Regions from separate parts of the Mus musculus genome. Here regions 2, 3, 4, 5 and 6 are each linked to region 1. A link is a contact called in public Hi-C, HiChIP or PLAC-seq and promoter capture Hi-C data. All regions are on one chromosome and are shown on one strand. Each heading gives the region's core, a stretch centred on a gene start, on an enhancer-like site or on the middle of the called end of the contact. The rest is flanking DNA. Distances are from core to core; before and after follow the strand shown. Region 1 holds the start of Per2 (period circadian clock 2). Region 2 holds the start of Rbm44 (RNA binding motif protein 44). Region 3 overlaps Lrrfip1 (leucine rich repeat (in FLII) interacting protein 1). Region 4 holds the start of Ramp1 (receptor (calcitonin) activity modifying protein 1). Region 5 holds the start of Twist2 (twist basic helix-loop-helix transcription factor 2). Region 6 overlaps Hdac4 (histone deacetylase 4).

Region 1 (3,166 bases), core at 263-2,762:
AGGGTAAGCCGAGGTACCCAGTAGCTGCCAGCTGGCTGATGCAGGGCTCCCTCATTGCTCAGTACTCCAGCCTCCACACACAGCCTGAGCTGCGCCACTTATGTACCAATGAATCACACCAAGATGACAGTGACAGATAACTGCAGCCACCCACAGTACCATTCCATTCGGGCACACTGTACAGCTACCATTAAAATAAAGGAGTCCCTGGCTTTCTTAGATTCCAACAACGTACACAAAGTGGTGCTTTCCATATCTTAAAACACACACACACACACACACAAAACCGACTTTTTTAAATTAAAGCCTTGAGGCAGACAGACTCTGGTTATCAGACGAATCCGACCTAGACTCCAGAGACTAAGACAGAGTGGACATGCTTCCCTTCAGGTTTGCACCTCTGGTAAGCATGTGGACCAAGGAGGAGAAACAGATCCTGAGACTGCCAGGCCTGGTTTTTACAGTGGTACAGCTTGCCAGCCTGTGGCTGTGCCTCTTCAAGCTAGGGGTTACCCTGGATGATTTCCAGGGAGCCTTCTGGCTCCCTTGTTCCGTATGAATCAGCTTTCCAAACTGGTTCCTTGTGTATACGTTACAGAAACCCTGGCAACCAGGGTTCTTGCAGAAGAAGCAGGCCACCGCCCACCTCTTGGTCCATGTCTGTGCTTGGCAGCCAAGGTATGTCTCAAAGGATGACGATGTGACTGCTCCAGCTTAAGAGTGGACCTCTCCCCCCTCTCCTGACATACTCCCAGTCCATCTGGAGACAGGAAATACTGGCGTGGAGGATGCCACGGAAATCAAAGTGGGTGGACAAAGTGGTCTCCCTGACATAGGGGCGGGGAGGGGCAGGTGTGGCTTGGCACTGGGTATTTCTCTGTTTAACCCCTTTCCCACCGCTGGGAGTCAGTGCCTACCAGTGGTCCTTCCCCCAGGGCCAGACTTGACTCTCTGAACTCATAGCAGGAAGCCAGCTCCTTAGGGGACCCTCTGGACCCATCCTAGGAACAGTTTGCACTGACCCTGGCTTCCTTGGACAGCACCATGGGAGTCGGCGTGCTCAGTCTGGTGTCGTGATCACTCAATGTCTCTGTGTCCTCGGACAAGATGCCTAACTAATCTCTCCGACCTCAGTGCCTAACCTGAGAAATGGGGACAGCAGTGTGAACCTGGAAAAGGGTCACCGCGCAGTTCCATCTACATTCTGCCGAGTTGCAGCCGTTTGCACAGTCGGCAACTCCTGGCTCAGGACCCCAGCTCCAGCTGTCCGAGCCGCCGGTTACGTAAGACGACCACGGCCGTCCAGGTCCGCGCCACCGCCCAGCACCGCGCCACCGCCCAGCGCCGCGCCACTCACCGCTTCGCCGCGTCAACCCGCGCGTCTGTCCCTTGCTCGGCCCGTCACTTGGTGCGCTCGGCCTGCGCCGCAGCCGCCCGGAGCCGCTAGTCCCAGTAGCGCCGCTGCCGCCGCGTCGCCCTCCGCTGTCACATAGTGGAAAACGTGACCGCGCGCGCTGAGCCCGCCCCTGCGCGCGCCATTGGTCGGAGTGCCACCTCATTTGCATACTGGCGGGGCGGAACCTGAGAGCTACGCTCATCAATTGGTGGAGACGCCCGTCGCTCTCTTTACATAAGACGCACATGGAACTCCATGTTCGCCGCCCGGGTTCCTCAATGAAGATGCTGCGCGCTCTTGCGCCCCCCCGCGCCCGGGCGAGTAGGCTCGTCCACTTCCGGCCTGCGGGACTTCCATTCACCTGGCACGGCGGTGGCCCGCTCGTGCAGCCCCGGAGTGGCGCGTACCACTGCGGCGCGGGGGAATGGTGCTTGGCCGCTGCGCAACTCACAGCCGGCAGAGACCAGGGCCACCGGCCTATCACCTGCGACGACGTGACCAGCCTCGGTAATCCGAAGGACCGAGAATGCTCTCTGCTGACACCTTTCGCTCATCCAGCCCAGTTCATTCATTTCCCCTCTCATTCATTCATGGCGAGACGCTTGAGGGCAAATAGGACGGCCCCTCTGGATCTGCTGCTGAGCACCTTCCCAGGACAGGCTGGGTGACCCTAGGACAGGCCCCCCAGGCTGACCGTCATTCCAGATGGGCCAAAGCACAAAACTCCCACTTAGCCTTTCTTGTTTCTGAAACTGCGTGTTGCTAGTTAGTGTTGATTCAGGAAATAAGGTCATAATTGCCGTGCAGAGATACAAAGGAAAGAAGTGATTTCTTCCTGCCCTCAATCACATAGGGAGAGAAGACTGACGTTCTACAGGGAAGCTTAACCAAATGCGGTGGTGTAGTTTATTAACCTTACAGGAACTATGGAAGCGGGGTGTGCATCTGGAACAGCAGGGCTTTTCTGAAGTGGAAGCTACAGACACTAGCTAGTCAGGGGAGGGTACTCCTCCAGTGATAGGACAGCCCTGCCCCTGTGGAACCTTGGTTGAAGCTATTTGGTTCTTTCAAGAGCACTGTCTGGAAGCCTACTAAAGCGTTCAGGCTCCTGTCCAAAGGGTCAAAGGAGGGAGTAGAAGTTTCCTCGGAGCGGGTTTGAGGCTGACAGAGAACAACCTAAAGACTCATGCAAGGTGTGATGGAGAAGGCAAGCTTGTCACGTCTTCCAAGGGTAAAAAGGTCATTTGTCATTGCCAGGGAACTTGAAGCCTAGTAGCATCCACTACTCTGAATCTTCCCCTGGGGTGTCCTAGGAACCAGGAATGGAAAGGAGGCAAACATTAGCAACAGAAGTCTGCTAACAAACTGAGCTGCTGGTGTACACAGCCGGCTAACCCACATTCAAGAATTCCGTGTGGGAGCTACTTCTTTCTGTCTGCCTGGCAGGACAGGCATGCAATTCCTCAGATGCAGATGGGGGCAGAGACTAAGTTCATTTCAGCAGCCCTTTCCAAAGAAGCCCTGGGAAGCCAGATGTTGACTCACACTGCAGGGGGCAGGGCAGCACCTCTGGTTCCTCTGACACTGACACCTCACCACACTCCCCAACACACACAAACACTGAGCAGAGCTGGGCCAAGCTGCACCCTGCACACACCCAAAGGGCCTTTTGTTTCCTCGCTTACATTGACGGCAATGGTGGCTACATTGTTCTGGAAACAAGAGTACACAGCTCATCCACCTGGCAGAGTCTCCTTCATGCTCAGCTTT
Region 2 (3,149 bases), core at 95-2,594, 310 kb before region 1:
CATTACTGAACAGCACCCAGCTGCTGGTAGGTCAATATGAGTTTGGCAAATCAATTTATTAATAAAAGAATAAATGAGGCCTCTGTCTCTGATGGAGCAGTTTGAAGGTAGACCCAGGTTTAAACCCATTTTGTCCTTATTGAAAGGGCCTCCACTACTCTTTGGTAATTATGTTCAGACAAGTAAAGTCACCTATGATGCTATTGAGATGTTGGTCCTCCTGGATCGTCTAATTTTGTGCAAGCTTAAATTATCTACCGTATCTGTACTGAGAACACAAACAAAATATGTATGTGGGAGGGGCTAGAGAGATGGCTCAGTGGTTAAGAGTACATACAGTTCCCATAGAGGACTCCATTTGGAATCCCAGGACCACCAGGGCTCACAACCTCCTATGAACTCCAACTTCAGAGAATTCCATGCCCTTTTCTGGCCCCTAAAGACAGCGCACTCAACGTGTACCTACCCACCGAGAAACACGCATATAGGCGTAATTACAAATAAAAAGCTTTAAAAAATATGTATATAATGAAAATTTAAAACCTCAGCAATCAAATAATCTTTTGTTTTGTGTTTTTTTGTTGTTTTTTGTTTGTTTGTTTGTTTTTGAGACAGGGTTTCTCTGTGTAGCCCTGGCTGTCCTGGAACTCACTTTGTAGACCAAGCTGGCCTCGAACTCAGAAATCCACCTGCCTCTGCCTCCCAAGTGCTGGGATTAAAGGCGTGCGCCACCACTGCCTGGCTCAAATAATCTTTTAATGCAGTCATATAAAAATCAAAATGAATACTAAGAGATCCATGATACCAAACTAAATAAAAACAGGATCACAAACAGTGTTCTCCATGGAGCCGTTTACAACCTGACCAAAATGGAAGAGAGGAGAAAAAAAAAAAAGGATACTGGTTTGGATAATTTTCTCATTTTGAGTCTTTTTCTGTTACTTTTTTGTTTTTAATGATTGTACTGAAACAATCTCTTGCTTTCTGAATTTTGTTGTACGCCCATACATTTTGTCCCAGAGGCAAATAAGTGCCCCACTCTAGACCCCCTCACCCCGCAAAGAGGATGCAGGATGCAGCAAAGCGCAAGCCACGGGGTTCCATGTCTAGGGCACACACAGCTCTACAAACCACAGGCACTCACCCGCTTAGCGCCTTTTAAGTCTCGCGAGAAGATACTCCCAGCGAGTCCAATCCAAGCCCCGTGCAGCTCCTTCCCGCGCATTTAAGCCCCACCAGGCCAATCATGGAGCCACCCTGTTACACAGCCAATAGGAGCTCTCCTCGAGCGGTGGGTGGGCCTCCGGCAGCCGTTACCCGCTAAACCCTGGGACACTACTCCTTGGAAAGTAGAGGAGGAGAGAGCAACCTGGAGGAGAGGTTGACAGCAGGGACACAGACGACACTTACGGTGAGCCCGGAATGGAGGCGAGACACCCTAGCCTCACCCACACCCTGGGCAACAGGGGCCGGTAGGAGCCTGTTCGGACCTATGCTGCCCTGCAGCAAAGTGCCCGCTCAGTTGCATTTTTTTGATCCCACCACCACGGTAGTAATTTGCTCTTGCAGGCTGGCCTGGAAGTCACCCTATGCATCGACACACCTATTGGTTAGGTGCTGGGCATGGAACCCAGGGGGCTCCTTCATGCTAGGCAAGGGTTCTGCCACTGAGCCAGGTCCCCAGGCTCGCCACAAGCACTGTGAGAGTGACTAAAGAGACAAGTGGGCACTCAGTGACAGTGTTGTCACTGAGGTCAAAGGTTGTTCTCTGGCGTCTGCACACACATGGTGCACATACAGACACGCAGGCACACATCAGTACACGTATCTGATTAAAAAAGAAAAAAAATGACTATGCTAGTTCTGGTAAAAGAAAAAAAAAACATGCTGGTAAGTCTTGCCTTTTTCCTCACATCATAAGATAAAATCCTGGGTTTATCTCTTGATTATAAGGATTCATCAGCAATCCACACCTGTCATTTTCTTTGAGGAGAAGTTTGTAAATAGAGATTTAATTTCCTTAGGTGCTAAGAGACCATTGAAGAGTTGTCAGATTTGTTAGAGAAAGTGTTTTAATCCTCTATTATCGCTTTAATATTGCCAATAGGTTAGTGGTTTATGTTTTCTCAGACCAAGTCTTATAAAGAGTATCAATTCCATTTGTTTTTAAGAAACAACTTTTGTCTTGTTTGCATGCACGATTGCCCGCAGAGAACAGAAGAGGCCATCAGTCCTGAGCTGGACTTTGGTTCTGAGTCACCCACTGTGGGTGCTGGGAATCCCACTTGCACCGTCATAGAGCAATAAGTGCGCCTAACCACTGGGCCGTCTCTCCAGCACATGCCTGGTTTCTTGTTTCTTCAGAACCTTCAGGCATTTCTGGTAAATCTTTTGTAGTGAAAGGATTCAATACTATTTTCTATTGATGGTGTGTGCTGGTTCTTGAACCCAGGTTTGCTGCATGAGATGTGTTAGGCAAGTGGTCAGTCTACCACTGACTTAGAGTGCCCAACCCCTAAAGCTGTAAATGAGTGCTATTTTAGCTGCATACTACATACTAAATTTCAAAATGTTTTATGATTTCCATTGTGATTTATTTCACCCAGAGACTTTTATGAATGTGATGCTTCATTTCCAAATCTTAAGGAAGTAACATCTTTTATTGTTTTGGTTTTGTTGTTTATTTTGGGTAGACAGGGTCTTAGGATGTTGCTCTGACTGACCTGGAATTCATTCTGAGATTCAGGCTGGCCTCAGATTCATCGAGTTCTGCCTCCTGAGTGTAGATAGATACTAACGCATTCACTACACATCCAAGAACATAAACATATTTAGGCTTATTGCCTTGCCATAAAAAAATCTAGGTAAATTGTGTGAAAATAATGCTTTATAATATAATGCAGTGGACAGTTTGGGGCTGTGGTTTCTGAGGAAAGGAAAGGTCTGAACCCCTGTGATAGCCAGACTTCCTTCTTAGAAGCGTGCTGCAGACCATGAATCAAGACAGAGATTTTAAATAGGAAGATCTTTGAGTTGAGATGGAGCTTAGACTTTAGAAAGACTGGTTAGCTAGACATTTCAGGGCTGTAGGCATGTATTTTTGCCAAACTGGGGATTGACCCTAGGGCCTAATACAGTCGAGGCAAGTG
Region 3 (3,398 bases), core at 372-2,871, 360 kb before region 1:
GTGGCTTCCTTTGAGGCTACTTTAACATTATCTAACCAAGGAATTATTTTGTGTATGGTTGTGGGATGTGTGGGGAGATATCTGCTATCTTGCTCTATTGCTGTTAACATAAATATTTTGGGACAGAGCTTCTCACCAGGCCTGGTTCTTGCTGATTTTCTGGCTAGTCAGCAAGTACCCGGAATACTCCTACATGGATGCTGGAATTACAGCTGTATACCACAAAGCCAGCTGCTGCCTCTACTGCTGCCGCTTCCTCCTCCTACTCTTCTTCCCCCACCCTCCTCCTCTTCCTCCTCCTCCTGCTCCTCCTCCTCTTCCTCTTCTTCCTCCTCTTCTTCCCTCTTCCTCCTCTCTCTCCTCTTCCTCTTTCTTCTCTTCTTCCTCCTCTTCTTCTTCCTTCTCCTCGTCCCTCTTCTTCTTTTTAAAATGTGTTGCTAGAGATTAAACTCAGGTCCTCATCATGCCTCATAGCAAATACTTTACCAACTGAGCCACCTCCCCAGCCCCTTGGTTTTTTTCTTCTATCCCCAAATGGCCTTGAATTCACTATATAGTTGAAGATATCTTTGAATTCCTATCCCGACTGCTTCCACATCCCAAGTGCTGAGGCTACAGGTGTATCATATGCACCACACCTGACCAGACAGTTTTGGCTGTGGTAGGGAGACACACCCAGGCTATAGCATCAGTGTGGGTGGAGGGAGGCCCACATTTTGAAAGCCATGAGTGGAAAGTGCAGACAGTCCAGGCCAATCTCTTTTGCTGGGCTCAGACATAAATACATAGTTTAGAACTCAGTTCCTGAACACTATACTGCCCAGGATTGGTTCCTGCATCCCAGAATGCAGCAGACCCAAGATACAGCACTTGCATAGATGAGCTCATTGGATTTGTTTTAGTGTAGAATCCTCTTTCTTGTGCGTAATAGTCAACTGTACACTTGAGGAATAAGTGGAGTGTTTGCAATCAAAAGAAGTTTGTAGCTTTACTTTCAAAGATTCTTAACAACACCTCCTCCACCCCACCCCACCCCACCCCACCCCACCCCGCTGCCCCAGCAATGACTGTCTGGGGTGGCTGATTTGTCATCACTAGGCGTGGCCCTTGGATTTATTTAAGTATCAAGATGAGGTCATGATGTGGGAATGTTCATGGTTTCTGTGACTGGAAAGACTGAAGTCAGATTCGGATCCTTTTGTTGTGTGTGCACTTTCCAGATCTGTGGAAAATTTACACACATGAAACAAGTTTGGCTGTTATTTCCTCACAGAGGCATGCATTGTATGTCTTGGTCTCTGCAGCCTGTGAGGCAAGAGAAGTGATCTCTGTGATGTGGGGAACTGGAGGTGTGGTCATACTTTCCCTTCTGTGCTACTGTGAGAAATGCATCAATCCAGCAGAGCTCTGTATTCCCTCCGGTGAAGGCTGCTAAGTCTGTTGCAGAGATAATCAGTAGATGTCCCCCCTCCCCTTCTCCAGTCACCTGTTTGTTTATTTGTTGCCCTAAAGATCTTTCGATCATTATTTCTGTTGTCATTTAGTGAGCAAAGGTCAGCGCAAAGATGTGTGGAAAACTGGCTGGCCTCCCAACTCAACCTGGCACCTCACAACAGCCAGGTACCTCCACACTAACTGGGGAGCCTCCTGGGTATGGTTCTCAGGTGCAGTGACCCCTCTGCAAATGCAGGGCAGCCTCCAGGAAATTCTTCAGTCAGTGGGAGGGTCACTAGCCTTTGCCAGGTCCCTCTCCCAGGCCTGCTCCTGACTACTCCTCCCTCTCAGGCAGGAAGACCCACAAGTCTGAACAGGAGCTTCTGGGTTTCTTCCCACCAGCAAAGCTGGACATGCTTCATTGACACTTTGTTAAAAGCCGATCCAAATTGCACACCCACCTTCCCAGTGCATACATAGCCCTGGGACACAGAAAAGCATTATGTTAATGCTGGACCTGAATCTTAGAAACAACAGGGCTGATTCTATTCTTTCTTTATGCTTTTTTAGGCACCAAGATGCTGGGTTTGTCACCCTCTGTCCTTGGAACAAACAAGGATACAGTGACCTCTCCATCCTGGCCTCTGTGGGAGACCCATGCAGTAGGATGTGCAGCAAGGCAGGGGTTAAAAGATGGAGTTAACACCACGTCACAGCTCCTGCTCCTGACTTGGGGCAAGTAGGCAGAAATAAACTCCTTCAGATGAAGTAGCCCCCTGAAAGGCATATGTTTTTGCTTGGTTTGAGCTGCCCCAGCCATAATAGGACATAGTTTTTGGTGTCCATATTGGTTCTTGGAAAATACCCCCGGCTTAGTATTTCACCAGGAGTAATTACCAGGAGCCAAAGACAGAAGAAAATGCAAAAGTCAGCTGCAGCCCTCAAGGCTTTGCATCTTGCATCTGTCAGACAGGAAGTGAGGCAGTGCTACACACTGGGGGCAGGGTGGTGCAACCGAAGAGTAAAAGTCACCAAACAAAGGAAGTGATGGTTCATTCCCCTTTAAAAACGTGAATATACCTCTGTGTCCATAGGCTACTGCAAGGGCTAAGACTAAAGGTTTGGGGCTCCCAATGATACAATTCTTAGGAGAGCCAAGATGCATCAGCCCGAATGTAAGTGGCAGGGGACGGAGTTCCACCTCATTCCAGCACCACTCCCCACTCCACTCCCATTCTTCTGTAACTCCGTCCCCACCTCCACTTAGCCTTTCCATCCTAATTAGTGTTAACTGTCAGCACAGCCTAGAATCACCTGAAACCAGAGTCTCAATGGAGTAATTGTCTTTACCATGTTGGTCTGTAAAAGATGATTTTAATTGCTGTAGGGGGTGCTGCCTACTGTAGGCGATACCATCCCTAGACAGTCCTGGGTTTTATAAAAAAGCTAGCCATGGTTCCTACCTCCAAGTTCCTGCCCTGGTGCCCCCTCTATGGCAGACTGTGTCCTGGGGGGTGCAAGCCAGATAAAGCTTTTCCTTCCCAAGTTGCTTTTGGTTGGAAAGCCACAGAAAGAAATGTAGGAAGTGCACACATGCGCGCGCACCCCCCCCCCATATTTTTCTCATGTTAATTGAGCACCTAGAATAGTCTGGTCATGAGTCAACAGTGTTAGGCAATGCAAACCTGCCCTCGCCCTTCATGGGATACACAGACTGGGCTAGAAGATGTTCATCAAATAAATAACATAAACATCAGTTGCACCTGCACGAGCCATGAGGGCAGGTGCGTGGAGAGAGGCAGAAGCTGGGGTTAGAGGATCTAGGCTTGAACCACAGCCAAGCAGAGCCAGGTGACACCTAGGGCATCCTCCTCATCTAAGCCCTACAGCCCACTGGAATCCAAGAGAGCTTCCACAGATCTGAAGCATCCTTCAGGAATGTCTCGGGTGGAGCCAGGACTTGC
Region 4 (3,145 bases), core at 271-2,770, 280 kb before region 1:
CTGCTCTGAGCACAGTTTGTTTCCCTCTACGGTAGCGGAAGCTGGGCTGCTCCAGACTGTGTGTGCACATGCTCTGCTGCTGCTGCTGTGCACTTCAGGGAGTGTCCTTACGTACAGTGTGAAGCCTGCCCTCTGCCTCTCTCAGATGTCTTCCCGAGGCGTTCTCTCTGTTTCTTAGATTGGTTTCTGGACTATGGCTTCCCTCATCCTGCTGAAGTCTGGAAACTTAGTAGGCAGCCCCAGGCTGCCTTGATTTCTTGTTCTCAGGGCTCCCTGAACTGTCTACTGTGGCAATTGCTGAGGTCTGGTTACTTTTCCGTGTATAAATGGGAACTGTATCCACTGAAGGTGTTGTACAGAAGTAGACCTGCTGACTTCTACCTTAATGCCTCTCTCCCTCTGACAGTCTTTTAACGCAGTGTCAGCACATGCCCATGTGAGAGGGGATCCAATGCTGCTGATGACCAGTTAGAAGTGAGCAAATCTCACAGACTGAAGATGCCAACCTGCAGTCCTAGGGCAGCCACACTAAGGCCGGGTGTCAACGAGTTGCATCCTTTCTGTGTGAATTGGGAGAAACTCAGGGCAATTACTGGGGAGCCTCACAGCCTAGATTCTGAGCTGCAGACATGAAAGGAAGGACTGAATGAGGCAGGGCTCAGCTGCTTTCCAGCCATGACTTGCCCGTACTCCCATGTCTGTCCATGAAAGGAGGCTGGCCTCCTGGCAGGGCTTCATAAGGTTCAAAACGAAGGGCTAGCCAAGCCAAAAGAATGTGTTCCCTTCCCCATGTCCCCTTGACTTTAGGACATGTGGGGTCCCCAAGACATAGGTTTATGAACCCCAAATGTCGGCTTGGCCTGTGTTCAGGATGAATACCAGGTTGCTGTTAAGGGTCCTGAGCGCTTGGCCAGAAGGTGGCAGCAGCCTCTAGCCTTGTTCCCCTTGCTGTGAGGAACGCTGCTCACCCACCAGTATTGTAAACCTGAGTGAAGTCTCTGCCAGTGTATGGGGCCAGTGATAGTCTGCTCACCTGCAGCGTGCAGAGTGCAGACCTGCTCAGTTAGTCTGAGCTGCTGCATCCATGACTCTCCAGGTCAGGCCTAGCCTGTACTTGGGGTATCTGCCCCAGGGTTCTCAGCTTGCCGGTGTTACATGGCCTTTCTTGCTCATATTCACACACCCAAGTCTCCCTTACCACTACTGGTCCATCCTGTGTAGAGTCATGGCCAGTAGCCAACCCCAACGGAAGTCTCACCTTTTTACCTAGCAATTCCTTTTGTCCCTAAATTCGGTATTCATGGACTCTGCTACCCTACCCTGGCTTGTCACCACCTGCTGTCAAGCACACCTTTGTCCCTCCAAGGAGCCTTGTTCCCACTGACCATCTTTCCTGAGGTTCCACTTCTTGTCCTACAGACGTTGGTTGTCAGGGCTGGTTTTGGCCACACCACTCCAGCACCCCACGGGGAAAAGGAGATGGGACCACGGGGTGTTTGCAGAGCCCACAGGATAGCTGAGGAACCCAGCCGTCAGAGCGAGGTGCTGAGTTTGGGGACCTGGAGACCCTCCAAGCCCATCCGGCCCTGCAGACATTCCAGGAGGCTCCCCTCTAGTCCCAGCCGCGCTCCAGCCTCAGGTGCCGCCCGCCAGCTTCCGCCCTCGACAGCCGCGGGCGTGGGAGCCGCAGTGGGCCGGGCGCGGTCTCTCCTTAGCTCCCGCCCCCGGCGCGTCTCCAGCGGGCGCAGAGCTCGGCAAGGCGCTGGGACGGTGGGGCTCTGCTTGCCATGGCCCCGGGCCTGCGGGGCCTCCCGCGGTGCGGCCTCTGGCTGCTGCTGGGTGAGTAGCCCGGGCTGCAGCGTTGGTGGTGACCTGGGGCCGGGAGGGCAGCACCTGAACGCACCTTACTCAGGGCATGGGGTCTGGGCAAGACAGTAGAGTGGTGATGGGGGCGGGGGAGGGGGCGCTGCACCACCTTACGCTGCCACGGAGACGAGGTGGCTTGGGCACATCATCCAGCGGGCCATCCGAAGGCATCAGCAACTTTTGATCATACAATGGGCAGCTTGCTTTCCGGGAGGGATAGGGTCGCGGGGTTCCCCTGTCGGCACTTCAGTTCTCCAAACTGATGCAAGCTCCCTGAGCCAGAAGCAGCTTACAGATGTGCAGTCTTCAACCAGAGCCACAGCTTAGGGATCCGGACACTAAGGACAACTGGAAGCCTGACTCTCACCTACAACAGTTGCTGGTTGAGACTATTATTTCCACGGAGGGTGGGAGGCTAGGGGTGAAGGGTGGTTGTTGTTGGCGTGTGTGGCTAATAAATATTAGAGGTGGCAGACTTGCTTGGGATTTTGTTTTAGATTGATCAGAAACTGTAGCCCAGGGGTGACTAACAAGAAACTGCCCATCTCAGTTCCCTTGTCTGTAACGTTCTCAGGACCCGGGGCTGTCATACCTCTTGGACATAATTCAGGTACATAGCTACATTTTAACGAAAGCAAACAAAGAGTCGGTCCAGTGTCCCTGGAAGGGCCTGTGGCTTGATGATTCTTGTGGTCTTTTCCCATACCCATGGTATTGGTCAGAGGCACCTGCTGCACAGGCTCTGGTGGTGGCAAAGGCTGCCCACTAGTGCTGTTTATAGCCAAGGAAGCAGCTTGGGGCAGTGTGGCCTGTCCCCGGTGACTGGGCAGGAACAGCACTGGACACCTACCGTTTGCAGGGCAGAGCTCTCCTGTTTTTAATCCTTGCCAGGGAGTGCCAGATCTACACTTTAAAAATCTGTTTCTGTGTAATAGAATCTAAAGGTGGATTTGCCCCTTATATGTGTTGGCTAAACTTGCGTGAAAATCAAAACCTTATAATAATGTTGCTGTCTTTGGCTATGTTCAGATCCTTTTGGCTTGATGTGAAATTTTAGCTTCAGTTTCCTAAGAGATGAACATTAGCAGCACAGGGAGCTGGTTGGGCCCCTCCCCCACCCCCTTTTATTTAAGAATAAGCAAATAAATTAAGTTTCTTTACTAGTGCACCAGAGTCTGCACCCTGGAAGGCTTGTGTAAATAGAACACTTATGCTTGACCACATGTAAGGACCGCCTGTGTTTACCAAGAAAAGGGCTCTGCTCTCAGTCCAATGACCT
Region 5 (3,290 bases), core at 246-2,745, 340 kb after region 1:
GAAGGCAAGTCAGCCTGGCAATGGGCACTGTGGCTGAAGGAGACCTTTAACTACCCTTCTGAAGCCTGAGAATGTTTAAGGAGCCACAGAGCTGTGACAGTCCTCTGTGAGTGGGCCTGCTCTCCACAGAGCATTGTTCCAGTGGTGCGTGTTGCATGTCCCCAAAGGTGGAGAGCCCAGGCCTTTGGTGAGGGGGCAAGAAGTGGCATACACAGCTCTTCCAGCTCCTTAGACAGTGGTCTCAACCCGAGGGCCCCACATCGGGGGCCCTCCCCACTGCCCCCAGGAGTGGCTGAGGCTGTAGCAGTCTCTGGCCTCAGGTTCAACTTCAATAAGACCTAGTTAGCCCTTGATCACAGGGCTTCTCTGACAGCCATGCTCAAGCCTGGCCTAGTTGAGCCCGGGTCACCTGGGAATAGGTTCAAAGGCAAGGAAGCTGTAAACCACCTCCAGGCCCCAGCTAGAGCGGCCTGGCGAACAAAGAGACCCCAAGCACTTCAAACGCGCTGGCTGGCGCTCGGCGCTCAGAGTCCAGATGGCAAAGGGCCGGGATCCGTGATGTCTGTTCACCAAGGCCTGGCCCAATGTTCTGCAATCCTGAGCCCTCCTGCCCTGCCCATCAGTGCCCAGGGCAGGGGACTTCAGACAGGTTCAGCCTCTCCCTAGTCTCAGTGTTCTGGGCCCACCACCCGCCTGCAAGTGAAGCACAGTACAGAGGCTGAGGCTGAACCCCAAACCGGGATCCAACACTCAGGGCAAGGTCAGGTAGGCAGGCATGGCGGGCACATGGGCGCTCCCGCAGAGGCTCGCTGTGATGCCTAAGCTATAAAGCATTTAGGGGGCAGGTTCTGAAAACGTGTCCAGGCTGAAGTAGCCCAGAAAATCGGGATTGAAAAAGGATCTCCAACTTGCATACTGGCCCGAGCCGGGCGGCGTCTCTATAGATCCTAGAGGCGAGATCGTGGGGGTGGACATCTCTGCCAACAGGCGAGTATCTGCCCTGCCCCGGGTCGTGGCACTCTGCCTGCACAGCTCCACTCACTGCGGGCAGGATCGCGTTGCAGACGCCGGAGGTCTCAGTGCGCGCCCCAAGAGGCTCCCAGCTGCGTCCTTGGTCCACGGAGCACATCTGGGCTTGGACTTGCCTCCTCCACCCCTCGCAGAGACCCTGAACCCTGGCAGGGCCAAATCTGCTCCAGGAGACTCAGACAAAGGCAGGCACCGTTGAACTTAGAGGTCAGCACCGCTGATTAGCGGCCCGCGCCTGGGGTAGGAGCGCAGGCTGAGCGCGCGGATCTGGCCTCCGAGATGCGGGCCACAGTCAGGGCCGAAAAAAGCGGAGACAAAACTGAAAGTGCCGCCCGGGGGGGGGGGGGGGGGCGGGGGCGGCCGGCGAAGGCCCCAGAATTTGTCCTGCCCCTGGCCACGGTGGCCAATCAGCGCGCCGCCCTCGCTCCTGACAGCTATTTAGCAACCCAGCCGGGATAGAGTTTCCAAAAAAGTTAGAATAACTTCCTCTCCCGGAGACCTCGGTTTTGCACAAGCCGGCCTCGAAATCAGAGCCTTTGAGAGCGACCCGGGAGCCTGTGCTCGGCGGCCGCGGGCTTGGCCAGTGGCGTGCGCTCGGCGCCCCCCAGCCCCACGCGCGCCGGGCGGGCGCCATGGAGGAGGGCTCCAGCTCGCCGGTGTCCCCCGTGGACAGTCTGGGCACCAGTGAGGAAGAGCTGGAGAGGCAGCCCAAGCGCTTCGGCCGGAAGCGGCGCTACAGCAAGAAATCGAGCGAAGATGGCAGCCCGACCCCGGGTAAGCGCGGCAAGAAGGGCAGCCCGAGCGCGCAGTCTTTCGAGGAGCTGCAGAGCCAGCGCATCCTGGCCAACGTGCGCGAGCGCCAGCGCACCCAGTCGCTCAACGAGGCCTTCGCCGCGCTGCGCAAGATCATCCCCACGCTCCCCTCTGACAAGCTCAGCAAGATCCAGACGCTCAAGCTGGCCGCCAGGTACATAGACTTCCTCTACCAGGTTCTCCAGAGCGACGAGATGGACAATAAGATGACCAGCTGCAGCTACGTGGCTCACGAGCGTCTCAGCTACGCCTTCTCCGTGTGGCGCATGGAGGGCGCGTGGTCCATGTCCGCCTCCCACTAGCGCCGCGCCGTGCCATCCACCTCCGGAGCCGCAAGCCAGGGTAGGTGCTGCGTGTGGTGGGCATCCACGACGCACGGGTGGGTGGGCGGACGGGCCAGTGTATCTCTCCTCGTGAAGGTACCTCAGGCAACCGCACAGGGATGGGGTGAGCTTCCTCACCCTGCAAGGGTTGGCGCGACCTGAGAAAACTCTCCTACCCCGGGGGCACGCCCAAGGTCTTTTGCCAAGGGTATCCGTTCGGAATCCACCCGCCTGTGGTTCCCCATCAGGGTCCAAATACACTTATTGGACAAATGGTCACTTTTCATTTTTGGTGGATGGGTATCTGTGGGTGACTCTGTGGGGAGCGGTTGTCAAAACGTCTTCCTTAGGCCAGCGGAGGCCAGGAGATGCGATGCCCGCTGGGTTGTGGCCGACCTGTTGCCTCGCGCTCATTCTATGGAGCTGAGGAGCCCACGCGTGGTACAGACAATCCGCTCTTTCTGATCCGCAGTTCCGGCCCGCGCCTTGGATGCTAGGGCGTTCAAGCCCTAGCCGGCTCAGTACGTAAGATGATGCTGGCCCCTGGCGCGGCAGAGAGGTTTCTGTTCAGCGCTGGGGCTCCAGGTTCACAGAGGAGCAAATCTCTGGGCGCCAAGAATGCAGTAGACCCTTGTCGCCCCAAAAGTATGGAACCCTCAAGCGCCCAGGCCTGGGTGGATGTAGCGGCTTGGAGTCTCTGGCTGCCTGCAAGCAGGTGGATCGTATTTAGAGTTGTGTGCTTAAGTACCACCATCCTTGAACTTGGAAAGACACAGAGGCAAGGGATTCAGGCTGGGTAACAGGTCTGAGTGTGCGGTGGGTGTGGATGAAGAAGCAGTGTGAGCAGGGCCTTGCCTGGGAAGAAGGCAGCTCAGCACAGCTGAGCACCGGATTGGTGTTTCAGAGAGCGTTTATCATGTCCTGCACCCGCTGCTTAGCAGACACATCCCAAATCCCCAGGCAGCCCCAGGGGCAGTATCCTGCAGGCTCTGCTTCCCTGAGGCCTTGCTTAGATCTTCGAGGGGAGCGTGGTATAGAAAATTCTTCCCACTTAATTTTCCTTCGTTTTTCATGCATCTTGTGTGTTTTTTTTTAAATGAAAGTCTCCGCTTAACACAGAAAGAA
Region 6 (3,214 bases), core at 48-2,547, 510 kb after region 1:
ATCTGCACTGCTCTTTCTGACACCTCAGTGGGTGGAGGGGGAGCGAGCCCTGGAAATCTTGGGAGGAAAACTGAGTCCATGGCTGTAGCAGAGACCCAAAGAGACACTAAGTCAGAGCTTCTGGGCTGCCTTGCTGCCTCTGGGCCTCCCTTCTGCAGGCTGGGCCCCATGGGCTCCCCTCACATCTGTTCAGTACGCCTGCATTCATTTGGCATGCCGGTTGGACCTCAGATCTGGGGTTAGTTGTGCAGGAGTCTGCCTGGGTTTGACCCCTAGGTCTGAGCTTGCATTTAGTTTTCATTTGCAAATTATAAATGCTGCCTCGCACAGGACCCTCTGGCTGCAGGGCAGTGCAAATCCAAATCTTTTCAAGTTGGGCCAAAAATTTGCCCTGAATTAAGAGATTGCAGCCTATTTACAATACAAAACAAAATAACTCCAGGAGAGCTTGGTGGTAGTATGAATAGATGCCATCATTCTCTTTCTGACGGGGCAATTTTCAAAGCAGCGATTTCTGTAAAGACTCAGGAAGAAAACAATTTTGTTTCATTTCCATAACAGAATCCAGACCTCAGCTTCACCTCACAATCTGTGATCAAACACAGCACAGGTTTTGCTAGGACAAGTTTGGCCATGTGTTGGCCCAACACACCAGGCGCTGTTGTGACTCTGAAGGTCAGAAGATCAGACAGGAGGCTTGGTCCCACTCTCTTATCCCAGGGGACAAGAGTACTGCAGAACCTCTGCCTCCTGAGGCCAATTTGGCAGCACAAGCTAAGGCTGTCTACACAGGTGGAGTAGATATCTTGACGGCTGCCTAGTTTTTTGTCATTTGTGTGTCTGAGTCTGTTCTCCAAGTGACTAGCTACTCGTATCACCTGGTTATAGAAATGCAAGGCCACCATAAACCAGAGAATGTCTTACAAATGTCATCTGACCCATGGATGCTCTGGTCACTGCACAGAAAACTATCTGGAGTACAAACTAGAGCGTGGCAAGAAAAGTCCACAATTCCCTAAGAGGCCTCTGTGGCCTGTATGGACAAGCATGTAGCACTGCTGTGAACGTACGCCATGAGGCACAGTGTACACATGAGGTGCGTAAGAGCTGTGGCCTAGTAAGATGCATTGTTAGACAACCTTCCCCAAAGAAAGGTGCCTGAGTTCCGTGAAAAAAAAACAAAAAAAACAAAAAAAACAAAAAAACCAAAAAAAACCAAAAACGCTCTCAGTCCCTTTGAAGCCCCAGATGGCCCCGCCCACCCCATAGTACTGTTTATGGAAAACACCTGGCAGCCATTACCCACTCGAGAGAGCAAGGCAATGATTTCTGTGACCACTGAGGCCCTGAGAACAAACAGGACATTATTTACACATTAAAGAAATGCTTACCCCAACACCACCACAAGGAAGCCTGACGAACACTGAGGTCAGCGAGCCTGTGGGGAGAAGGACAGGGTCAGAAGATCAGGGTAGCACTGGCTCTGTGAGTGCCCAGTCTGAAAAGCATGCTGTGGACCCTAGGACAAGACTGGTTCTTAGAGTCCCACAGGCTCTGCTGCAAGACTCTACCACCAGGCAGCAAGGGCAAGGAGAGTGGCTCTGCCAGAGTCTGAAAGGAAGCAGCGTTTTATGGGTAGGCAGCCACAGGAGGTGGGAGTGGGCCCCTGAGGAGTTGGCACAGCCTTGCACAGTCCAGACACCATGCTGCCCATACATCTTGTGGGTAGGGGAGCTTGTTTGTACCTGACAGTGTTCCTATTACAGAACAGAACCTCTTCTGTTGAGGGCTGGCAGATCTAGGGGTTAGGGGAGGCTGGTTGTGTTTACATATCTGGCTGGAGTTCCTAGCATGGATCTGAGTAAACTCGCCCACTCCTGGCCTGCAGCTAAATGCACTAAGCCATTATGGACAGTGCAGGAACAAGGACATGCCTGCATATTTCCTGCTACTATGAGTCCTCAAATTCACAGCTCTGTGTGGCCTTCCACTTCCTATTGTTTCTTGATGGCTAGGGCACTTGGTTCCTGCCTGGGCCAGCTTCTTACTATCCCTGCCATTCTCCTTAAATGGACGAACACCCACAGCCTAGGTCCAGGTCTTGGTCTTTATTTGCATATAAAAACATGGGAGGCAGAACAGGAACAGTAAATCCATCTTTCCTTCAGTGAGAGGTGGGCAACAAATTCAAATGTTTTAAGCTTTGCATACTTAGGTTCTTGCAGCAGAGGGGAATCTCCAGGGGGTTAAGAGTTGGCCATGTGGGGGATGGAGAGCTCCTCTGCCCAGACACTGAGACTTCCTTCAGGAAATGCATACTGCTTATGTGGTAGCCAGGGCTATGGAAGTATATCTCCCTTTGAAATTATAGCCAACACTGTGTATGTTATAGATGTCAATCACTGGAATATTGTCATGTTCATAATCCAGCCAGCAAAAAAGGACAAGGGAACTTTATCCTCTATTAAGCACAGAAAGCACACTTGAGTAGGAGGTAGGGCATCCTGTTCATGACAAGGATGAGCTTGGGTGTCTATTGTTAGTTTATTCAAGGGTCCCTGCTCTAGACTGATTATCTTTCATGTCATCATGCCAGCTTGGGCCACAGCCTAGCTCTAGCTGTTGGTGGTTTGGGGTCACAACTGCTTCAATCAGGCTGCACAACGCGCATGACGTCTAGCCTTAAGGACTATGTCCACTCACAGCAGAAGGAGGGCTGATGTTTTAGGGTGTGGATGAGGTAGGAGAGGTAACTCACACTCTCTGTGAGAGCCAGGCTTTCAGAGGTCTGCTTAGCCTGCTTTAGAGTCACCCACGCCAGGTTCTCCTCTCCAGCACGGCTGTTAGGCCCCTCCTTGTCTCTAGGGATGGCATCCAGCCCACCACACCTGCCACTCACTTCAGTCCTATGTGGAAAGGCACATCAGTGAAGAACTACAAATGGCCTTTGTACACAGCAGAGAAACGTGTGGATTGAAAAAGGAAAGAAAAGCACAGCAGTATTTAAACATCTAATTAGGGCTATGTTAACAGGGCTTGGGATAACTGCTATTACAATGTTTCAAGTACTTAGGTCAAAGACATTTGTGTAGGTCTGTGGTGAGGACGCTGTAGAAACTTAAGCGTGGGTCTTGGGGGTTAGGTGGTGATGGAGCAGGTACTTTCTGCAGTGTCAATGTGCGAAGCTTAGCAGGAAGGAAAAAGTGAGCTATGG

Evidence for each region. Promoter capture Hi-C pulls out the DNA fragments that hold promoters and counts their contacts. Hi-C and Micro-C count contacts between places; a contact is called where the count stands out from the background. HiChIP or PLAC-seq counts read pairs in DNA pulled down with a chosen protein or histone mark.
Region 2: a contact with region 1 is called in a promoter capture Hi-C map of the HPC-7 cell line. The contact joins the promoter of Rbm44 here to the promoter of Per2 in region 1. A contact is called at or near these places in 4 of 39 promoter capture datasets (the C10 cell line, the HPC-7 cell line and hematopoietic stem and progenitor cells).
Region 3: a FOXA1 HiChIP or PLAC-seq map of pancreatic cancer cells shows a contact between it and region 1. The contact joins the enhancer-like site here to the promoter of Per2 in region 1. A contact is called at or near these places in 1 of 484 Hi-C or Micro-C datasets (liver), 3 of 115 datasets of contacts at active chromatin or transcription factors (memory CD8 T cells, microglia and pancreatic cancer cells) and 1 of 9 other capture datasets (liver).
Region 4: a Hi-C map of CD8 T cells shows a contact between it and region 1, with 2.9 times the contacts expected there. The contact joins the promoter of Ramp1 here to the promoter of Per2 in region 1. A contact is called at or near these places in 5 of 39 promoter capture datasets (the 3T3-L1 cell line, the C10 cell line, the HPC-7 cell line and 1 more), 1 of 15 datasets of contacts at CTCF or cohesin (the NIH/3T3 cell line), 3 of 484 Hi-C or Micro-C datasets (CD8 T cells, embryonic stem cells and granulocyte-monocyte progenitors), 4 of 115 datasets of contacts at active chromatin or transcription factors (the HPC-7 cell line, memory CD8 T cells, pancreatic cancer cells and 1 more) and 1 of 9 other capture datasets (adipose tissue).
Region 5: a promoter capture Hi-C map of the SN4741 cell line shows a contact between it and region 1, with 2.6 times the contacts expected there. The contact joins the promoter of Twist2 here to the promoter of Per2 in region 1. A contact is called at or near these places in 9 of 39 promoter capture datasets (the 3T3-L1 cell line, 3T3-L1-derived adipocytes, the SN4741 cell line and 3 more), 2 of 484 Hi-C or Micro-C datasets (both in embryonic stem cells) and 1 of 115 datasets of contacts at active chromatin or transcription factors (pancreatic cancer cells).
Region 6: a promoter capture Hi-C map of the 3T3-L1 cell line shows a contact between it and region 1, with 6 times the contacts expected there. The contact joins the enhancer-like site here to the promoter of Per2 in region 1. A contact is called at or near these places in 6 of 39 promoter capture datasets (the 3T3-L1 cell line, cranial neural crest, frontonasal cranial neural crest and 2 more), 2 of 115 datasets of contacts at active chromatin or transcription factors (forebrain and pancreatic cancer cells) and 1 of 9 other capture datasets (embryonic trunk).

Annotation. Positions count from the first base shown.
Region 1 is chr1:91,457,816-91,460,981 of GRCm38.p6, forward strand. It overlaps Per2 (period circadian clock 2), which reads right to left and starts at 1,513. Exons shown (of 23, transcript NM_011066.3): 1 at 1,358-1,513.
Region 2 is chr1:91,143,759-91,146,907 of GRCm38.p6, forward strand. It overlaps Rbm44 (RNA binding motif protein 44), which reads left to right and starts at 1,345. Exons shown (of 16, transcript NM_001033408.4): 1 at 1,345-1,411.
Region 3 is chr1:91,094,255-91,097,652 of GRCm38.p6, forward strand. The region is part of intron 12 of Lrrfip1 (leucine rich repeat (in FLII) interacting protein 1); the gene reads left to right. Among named protein-coding and RNA genes, the nearest start is that of Lrrfip1, 43 kb to the left of the region's middle. Within about 2 kb of position 1,622, at least 126 of the 459 cell types and tissues checked have an H3K27ac peak or open chromatin away from gene starts, as enhancers often do. A contact at or near this core is called in liver, memory CD8 T cells, microglia and 1 more, where this site is marked.
Region 4 is chr1:91,178,302-91,181,446 of GRCm38.p6, forward strand. Ramp1 (receptor (calcitonin) activity modifying protein 1) reads left to right here and starts at 1,521. Exons shown (of 3, transcript NM_016894.3): 1 at 1,521-1,839. The coding sequence starts at 1,788.
Region 5 is chr1:91,799,966-91,803,255 of GRCm38.p6, forward strand. It overlaps Twist2 (twist basic helix-loop-helix transcription factor 2), which reads left to right and starts at 1,496. Exons shown (of 2, transcript NM_007855.3): 1 at 1,496-2,184. The coding sequence starts at 1,662. The coding sequence ends at 2,144.
Region 6 is chr1:91,963,389-91,966,602 of GRCm38.p6, forward strand. It overlaps Hdac4 (histone deacetylase 4), which reads right to left. Exons shown (of 27, transcript NM_207225.2): 17 at 1,392-1,438. Among named protein-coding and RNA genes, the nearest start is that of Gm46242, 85 kb to the left of the region's middle. RefSeq lists an enhancer at 1-2,572. Within about 2 kb of position 1,298, at least 26 of the 459 cell types and tissues checked have an H3K27ac peak or open chromatin away from gene starts, as enhancers often do.